Regions from separate parts of the Sus scrofa genome. Here region 2 is linked to region 1. A link is a contact called in public HiChIP or PLAC-seq data. All regions are on one chromosome and are shown on one strand. The core of a region is the stretch at or near the end of the contact, and the rest is flanking DNA. Distances in the headings are between cores, read along the strand shown.

Region 1 (4,131 bases), core at 490-2,989:
TGGGGAGTGGGGTGGATTCTGTATTTAATACTTGTAAAACATCCTGGGAATTAAAAACTTGAAACTGTTTTGAAAATTTCTCAGCCTTCCTTTTTAAAGACAGGAGCCTAGGAGTTCCCGTCGTGGCACAGTGGTTAATGAATCCAACTAGGAACCATGAGGTTGTGGGTTCGATCCCTGGCCTTGCTCAGTGGGTTAACGATCTGGTGTTGCTGTGAGCTGTGGTTTGGTTGCAGACGCAGCTTGGATCCCACGTTGCTGTGGCTCTGGTGTAGGCTGGCGGCTACAGCTCTGATTGGACCCCTAGCCGGGGAACCTCCATATGCCGCGAGAGCAACCCTAGAAAAGGCAAAAAGACAAACAAACAAACAAAAAGACAGGAGCCTAAATGATATTCCCTTTTATATGTGGCAAGGAAATATTTTAAAATTCCAGTCATTTTCAATTAAAATTTTTGATGCATTTTCCCTTGCTGACTTGTATTAAAATAAGCGGATTGTTATGAAATTATAAAATCCAATTTTCCTACTGACTTCTGTGATAGCAGTGCATCGTTGGCAAGAAAATTTGAGCCATATCTTTACCATAATGAATTATTTCACCATCTGTTAAGTGAATTTTACCTAGTGTTTCAGTGATGTAGTTTATGCGCCTCTGTAGACTAGGGTTTGGTTGTAACTAACTGGCTCATTCCTGGGCTTGCACAGTGCTATGTATAAAGTGTGACATCAGTAAGTGTTGCTTGAACTTGATTGAATTGAATACTTAAGAAGACTCCTACAACTTTAATGAAATTAGAACGTGGTTTCCCCCCATCTTCTCTGCTAGACATATTAGACTTGGGGTGGGAGTGGAATAATACAGTATTTTCTAGTTCTGTTAAAATCGTAAGGCCTTCAGTTCGGTTCAATGATAAACAGTAATTCTGTAATTTAAAATGATTCACTCAAAATGACTCAGAAACAGCAGAAAAATTACTTTTATCTGCCTCAATGTCATTTTTCCCTTAGCCTGATCATTGTACTATTTTACCCCAACAAAATCACTTTGTGGGGGTAGGATTGGGTCTCGTAAAATCTAATGGTTGCCCTGCCTTCACTGCAACCCCTGGCAAGCTGGTCTTCCTTTTCCTCTCTCCTGATGTCATTGCTGTTCTAGGATAGAAAATGCTGCAAGAATACATTATAAATTTTGGAATTAATGGATGCTGGAAGTTGAATTTTAAAAAGAGTTTAAGCTCTTTAATACTCCTTATGGAATGACTGGGTGGACATAATGAGCTACACCTCCTGTATTTCTGCAAATAGAAGGAAGTTCTTCACATCTCTGTAAGACAGCAGGAGCCTGAACATGACCTCATTTCAGTCCATTAGACTATTTGAGGAAAAAAACAACAAAACTTTCCCACTTATTGACAGGTAAAGTTATCCCAATCCATTTCTCATAGCCAGTAAGAAGATAAACTATCCTTAAATGCATTTTAAAATTGGCAAATTATACTTCCTGGTTCCTTTTTGGTCAAACAGAAATAGCCGAAAGAGAAATTATTACAGTTTTTTTTTTTTTGAGGTAGATTAAAAATTATCTTCATCCTTGCATAGATGTGCCAGCAGTTTCATTTTGTACAAACAACTGATCCCTCATTTCTCTAGTCCCTGAGCCAGCCAGTTAAATAGAACAAAAGTCCCCATGTTCCTCATGTTGTTCTCTGGCCACAGTTTACAAAGAAATGAAATATAGTTGGGTATATGCTGGTGTTGTGTATAATGAGTCACCAGTGAAGATGTGATTCATCGCAGAAGCAGAATTATAAGCATCATATTATAAATATTAATACTGATGGAGACCAGCTTATAGACTGACTGGAAAACCTCCACAGAAAAATGAGAGGGCTTTTTCTTTTATAAACTCAAAAAATATTTATTGAGCTTCTACTTATACCACTCCTTATGACAGATAGTGCATTCAGAAATCATTATTGATAGACTATAAACATTCACAGCATGTCTCGAGGTTTGCATATGTGTTTGATGTTTGAAGTTCTCAAATTAGTAGAATATGCCCTTGTGGGTAAATATTCTACTTCTGTTTTAGTTGCCTTTTGGTTGTGTAAGCATGCACGAAACATGTAATTTCAGTGATAGAAAGCATTTTAAAATGGTCTTTTTTGGAGTTGCTGCTGTATTGCAGTACGTTGAGAATCCTACTGCAGAGGCTTGGGTCACTGTGCAGGATAGGGCACAGCTTTGGCTCAGATTCAGTCCCTGGCCTGGGAGCTTCCATATGCCATAGGTGCAACCATTTTAAAAAAGAAGAAAATAGGTCTTTTTGAAAACCTATGTACCATAGAAATCCCAATCGTAATAGTGCCTCATCCAAATATTCTATTTTATTGGCTCCTACTTTGACCTGTCATCCACTTCAAGGCCAGATGAATCAATAGTTTCTAACCCTTTTGAGACTCTCCTATAATTACCATCTTTCTGGGGCTAAAGACCTTAGTTTGTCATCAAAATCCCTTCCTCAGAATATGACTATACCCCATATTTGCTCTTGTATCACTGAAGATTTATTTATCTTGTGTATAGTTGGTAAAATAATCTCTCAGCTCTGACAATATAAGTAGCATGTCTCTTTGACAAGTGTTCCAGAATTAATTTGGCTTTTTAAAAGGCAGTTAAGCAGTCATTTATGTATATCCTGAATAGCTTGATTGACTAAACTAAAAACAGCTGTAAACCCATAACACAGGAAATAAAAAGGTAAGTTTAAGAGAATGTAGCAAATACCTCTAAGTACAACTGTGTTTTTCCCTTTTCAGGGAGGTATCAGAATAATCCCCAACCGGTTTACCTCTGATTCTGTGAAGAATCTATGCTTATTGTCCATGTTTGATCTGCTCTTTGTTGAAACCTCCTCCTGAGAGAACAAGTTCTCATTTTATATACAGACCATATCCTTTTAGCAACAGGTAGTCGTTTTTGCAGAAGCATTGTACTGAACCATGCAGGAGACGGTGGATTGATTTTATCAACCCTGTTAGTGATCTTAATGTTATAGTAAATTGTCAGTCAGTAGTGTCAGGTTGGCATATGGCCAGTTTATAATTCAATGCTTTCTATTTAAAAATAGGTTTCCGGCTTCAGGACAACTTGTACACCAAGTGTAAGAAACTTAATAATTCCAGATCACCTTAAAAATCTTTTTTGTAACCTTCTTTCTACTAGCAATAGCTGACATAACAGAAAGGAAGATACAGCTGCTACTTAGCCAGAGGTAAAATCAATGCAACAAGGGGCAGACCAGCTTCAGTGCCCTGGTGGTATAAAGTCTGGTAGATACAGTTCACTCTCCAAGGTATCACAGTTCCACAGGTATGAACTTCGTGTAATTATCACTCACATTCAGTAGTTTCATTAGGAAATGAGGAAATCCATGGACCAGCAAAACCAAACACTGCCCTCTTGTGCATGTTCTTTTTCTTATTAAAATAAACTGGAAGGTTGAGCAAACATTTAATGAATTCATATATCTGCAATCAAGAGACATATTTCAAGAAAAACCCATTTCTCAATTGTTTTTCTTTAAGGTGGATAGAATTTGTCAGTTTTACTGTTTTTGCCTGACAACTCCAGAAGATTGTCTCCATTCTTCTTTTCATGGTCTTCATAGAAAGACAGATGACTAAAGGGTAATGCACATGAGAAGGAAAATTTGTTCTGCATTGTCACGTAGTAATAAAACTCACACCAAATCTCTGCTGTGGTGAGACTTCATTTAGGGCTCTCCTGGACAGCCCTAAGGCAGATGGACAGTATAATAAGCCTATGTTGTTTCTGAGGCTTAGTGATAGGATAAAATGTATTAAAAATTCAGCTTCTAAATTCAATGATACTCTTGAAACCTGTTTATCAAATAGCAAGTAAGGCCTAGTGGCAACTAGCATATAAATAAAATGTTTAAACATAGAATATTTGCAATGAAGGACCTTGGGGGATGGAAATTTTGTGTTGGGGCAGATTTCATACATGATATCCATAGTCTTCTCTTGTGTGGAATTTTCTTTTTTAAATTAGTGAAGAAAGGCCATCCTAATGAGGACTTGGAAGCTTCTTTTGGTGCTGGTGTCTT
Region 2 (4,131 bases), core at 706-3,205, 260 kb after region 1:
TGGATTAACTTGTTCCAGACTTGTTTCTCCCTTATTCCATGTTCACCTTAACACCCAGTTCTTGAGCAGAAAAGTAAGTGGAAACCAGCCACCCAAGGCACCATTGACCAGGACTGGGGGGCTGGGGTGGGGTTAGAACTGCGAGATGAAAGCTAAAGGTTATAGAAGCTCAGGAGGCTAGGACCCATCAAGGTGACCCTCAGGAGGCAAAGCTCTAAGTGCCACCGAAGTAATGGATTCTTGCTAGTCCGGGACCAGGAAGGAGCCCAGCGCGCAGGAGATTCCAACACCAGTCTAGGGGTCAATAGGTCACTGCAAGTCAGAAACTGGTTCTCTGTCCAAGATGTTATCACTAAACCATAAACTGGATCAAGAATCCAGGAAGTTAAGAGGGTGGGTCTAGGAGTGTTTGTGGCCTGATGGGAAGACAAAGCTTATTTTCCTCTTTACACATCCTCCAGGGCTGGGGCAGGTGTGCCTGGGCCTAACCCAGGCCAACTGGGAACAGGAACAGCCAGCTGAGGAGCGAGAACTTGAAAACTGTGTGGTTGCAGGTGAGTGGGCATGAAGATTCTACCAGGTGTGACAAAGCAGAGGTGCCACTCACCACTGGCTGCACCATAGTCTCCCTGGGAAACCTTTTCAATCCCAATGTCCAACCACACCCCAGACAAATTAGATGGGAATTTCTGGGGTTGGGTGTTGGAATGCTTGACAAAGCACCCCAGGCGATCTTAACATGAAGCCAGAACTGGAAAGCACTGAATTAAAGGCAGGTTCTCAGAACTGTTCCTGACAAGAGTGATTCTGATAAGAGTCATTTTCTTGTGACCAACTGGTAATTACAAAACATGCTTTTACAAAAATAGTGTTTAAAGAACTATTTAAACAATAATAGATGTGTTTTTAAAAATAGAGATAAATCAATAACTATGGAAGCTAAGAAGAGTTGGAGCTTCGTCCAAATTAAGCAGATCCAGGAGTTTGATCTGGGAGTGATATGACACAAGTGACAACTTAGGAAGAATAATTGGATGCTGATGTGTTGGGTAGAGCTGGTTTCGTTCAGCAAAGAGTTATTTACCGTGGTAGCTAGCATTTATTGCTCAAACCTGCCAACAGCCCCATAGGGGGCTTGTGGTACCTTGTTTTATAGATGGAGAATCCAACGGTGAGCTAGGTTAAGTGACTTGCCCAAAGTGGGGGGAAAAAAAGAGCAGAGTTAGGATCTGAATCCAGAATTCCCTTCAGGAGCACCTTGCTGGGCCACCTGTCACGTCATGAATGACGATGCCTATGTATTCTTTGGGGACACACAATATATGTCACAGTCCTTCAAGAGGGGGTAGATGGGTCAAGATATACCCACCATGGTGATGATAAATTCTTATTGGTGTTCTGAGGACACCCGTGGGACATGGCTAAGCCTGTTGTGAGGAGTGGTGCTGGAAGAAACAACAGGAGACTTGTCTTTAAAGGAGGGCAAAAGAGTGGAAATCAGGGAGGGCAGTTAGAGAGCCATTGGGATGTTGCTGTGGGGATGGGAAGGAGAAGTCATTCTTCCCCTCATTTTCCCCCCTCTTCCTGGATTTGGAATTAAAATACATTTGGAGGCCACTGATGAGACTAACACTCCAGGACCCTCCTGAAGCGAAGAGGCCGAGGAGAGTTTGACGCTAGGGCAACACCGCCACCTGGTGGACAATATTTTTATTGCAGGCAACGTGCCTCTGCGGTGAACTTTTATAACATTAACACTCCTTTTCAAATCATCTGAATTTTGCCGACTGTTAACACATATTTAGCACTTCCTTAACATAAGTTAGGAAGCTCTACCTAAGGAAGCTTGCCTGCCCGATTTTGAAAAGGAAAAAAGGACCACCCTACCCCGAACAGATGGCAGGACGACCCTGGCTGAGACTGGGGTTTCCCCAAACCAGAGCTTCTGGATCCCAAGGGAACTGGGAAGTCAACAAGGGTCTCAGACTTCCTCCCTCTTGTCCTTTCTTCCTTTATCTCCTTTCCTCCCCTCCTTAATTCTCTCTTTTAAATTTTCAGCGTTTTAATAACTTGTTTTACATTTATCTGAGGCCATTTTGGTGTGGGGCAGATAGAATTTTATAACACTGCTTATCTCAGAGTGACCCAAAATGTATGGTAGCTATCATTTGTGCGTTTTCGTAAATAAAAACTGGAAACCCAAGTCGATTTTAATAAATTCAGTTTGGCAGGCAAACAGTTTTTTGACCAAAATCTAGAGCTTCTGCTTTAGGGAAGGGTAAGTGCTGCCCTCTAGTGGACATATCTTAACATTACAGTCTATGAATGAGGCTCGAACAGGAGAGAGCGCAAGGTAAAAATTCTGCCTTGGGGAAGGGTAAGTGCTGCCCTCTAGTGGACATATGTTAACATTACAGCTCATGAATGAGGCTCAAGGAGAAGAGAAGGTGCTTGATAAGACTTCTGCAAATACTACTATCTTCTTCTTCTGAGGATTCCTTTGAGCTCTTAAAAATTCTCAATTTCCTGAACAACATTCCACATCCCAGAATCCACAAAATATCTGCACTGTTCTGGCTAATTTAGCTTTTCTATCTCCTTCCCTTTTGCCTACGTGTAGCCTGATCACAGTTTCCTGTCCAGAAATCTGCCAGGTATCCCACTACCCAGGGTTCCTACCAATTCCATGCCCATTTCTGGCTGCTGGGGAAGGAGGTGAGGACAACGGGTATGAAGACACATTGAGCAACTTCTCTTCATTGTGATCATCAAGGACCATTTGTTGGTCTTCTACTCTTGCAACAAGTATTCATTACTTCCTAACACATACAGGCCATTTATACAAAACACGTTAGTGAGCAAGACCCAAGAAGTCATTATTCCTGCCTTAAATAGCAAGGCAAGTGAGGATGAAGCAGTGTAAAGACTTTGGACGGGGAACGAACTAGGTCCAAGTCCTGGCCCTTCCCAAATGCCATGGGAGCAGTGGAAATATCTCAGTCCCTCAGCTTCCTGAACTGTAAACTGAAAGGGTTAGACTAAGTGAGTTTTAAAGATAAGTTTAGGGAGTTCCAGTTGTGGCTCAGTGGGTTAAAGACCTGACATAGTCTCTGTGAGGATGAGGGTTTGATTCCCCGGCCTCCCTCAGTGGGTTAAGTATCTGACGTTGCCGCAGGCTGTGGTGTAGGTTGCAGATACAGCTTGGAGCCAGTGTTGCTGTGGCTGTGGTGTAGGTTGCAGCTGCAGTTCCAATTCGACTCCTAGCCTGGGAACTTCCACATGCTGCAGGTTAGGCCAGGAAAAGAAAAGAAAAAAAAAAAAGTTTAGCTCTACTTTGGATGATTTACATTGTCTGGACTCTTCTTAAAATTTCTATTCAGAGGTACCTCCTCTGAGGATTTAGTTATTTGTTAGTGTATAACCATGCCTAGGAAGTGGTCTCAGACCTGTCAGATATCTGATTGCCTCTTACTAGTGGTGTGTTATCAGTTCTTTATTGTGAAACATATTACCCAAAGCTTAGTGGCTAAGAACAACAATGTTCGTTACCTCAGTTTCCATGGGTCAGGCATCTGGCTGTGACTGAGCGGGATTTCAGATGTCAGTGGGGGCTGTGGTCTCATCTGGTGGCTCAGCTTGGGGAGGATCTGCTTTTGTGCTCACCTGTGTGGTTGTCGGCAGACCTCAGATCCTTAAGGGCTGCTGGGTTGAAGACCTCAGTTTCTTCACATGGGCCTCTCCATAGGACAGCTTTCCCCATGGTAACTTCCTTCATCAGAATGAAAAAGAAAGAAGAGTCTGTTTCTGTTTTGTAGGTGGGACCGTTTGCACCACATTTTAGATTCCAGATATAAGTGATCTTACATGATATTTGTCTTTCTCTTTTTTGACTTATTTAGTATGAGAATCTAGTTGCATCTAGGTTGCTGCAAATGGCATTATTTTGTTCTATTTTATGGCTGAGTAGTATTCCATTGTATATGTACTATGCTGTAGAGCAGACATTGACACAGTACTGTCAATCAACTGTACTCTAATAAAAATTTAGAAATTAATTTAAAAAAAGGAAGAGGAAAGAAGACCCAGAGAGAAAGAGAATGAGAGGAAAGTTGGTCTTTGGTAGCCTAATCT

What was found. HiChIP or PLAC-seq counts read pairs in DNA pulled down with a chosen protein or histone mark.
Region 2: a contact with region 1 is called in an H3K27ac HiChIP or PLAC-seq map of alveolar macrophages. The contact joins two enhancer-like sites. A contact is called at or near these places in 2 of 47 Hi-C or Micro-C datasets (epiblast stem cells and retroperitoneal adipose tissue) and 1 of 2 datasets of contacts at active chromatin or transcription factors (alveolar macrophages).

The regions. Positions count from the first base shown.
Region 1 is chr14:12,859,237-12,863,367 of Sscrofa11.1, forward strand. All of the region lies in intron 6 of HMBOX1 (homeobox-containing protein 1), which reads left to right. Among named protein-coding and RNA genes, the nearest start is that of HMBOX1, 170 kb to the left of the region's middle. Within about 2 kb of position 1,740, at least 2 of the 83 cell types and tissues checked have an H3K27ac peak or open chromatin away from gene starts, as enhancers often do. A contact at or near this core is called in alveolar macrophages, where this site is marked.
Region 2 is chr14:13,119,461-13,123,591 of Sscrofa11.1, forward strand. No RefSeq gene overlaps it. Among named protein-coding and RNA genes, the nearest start is that of KIF13B, 21 kb to the left of the region's middle. Within about 2 kb of position 1,956, at least 31 of the 83 cell types and tissues checked have an H3K27ac peak or open chromatin away from gene starts, as enhancers often do. A contact at or near this core is called in alveolar macrophages, where this site is marked.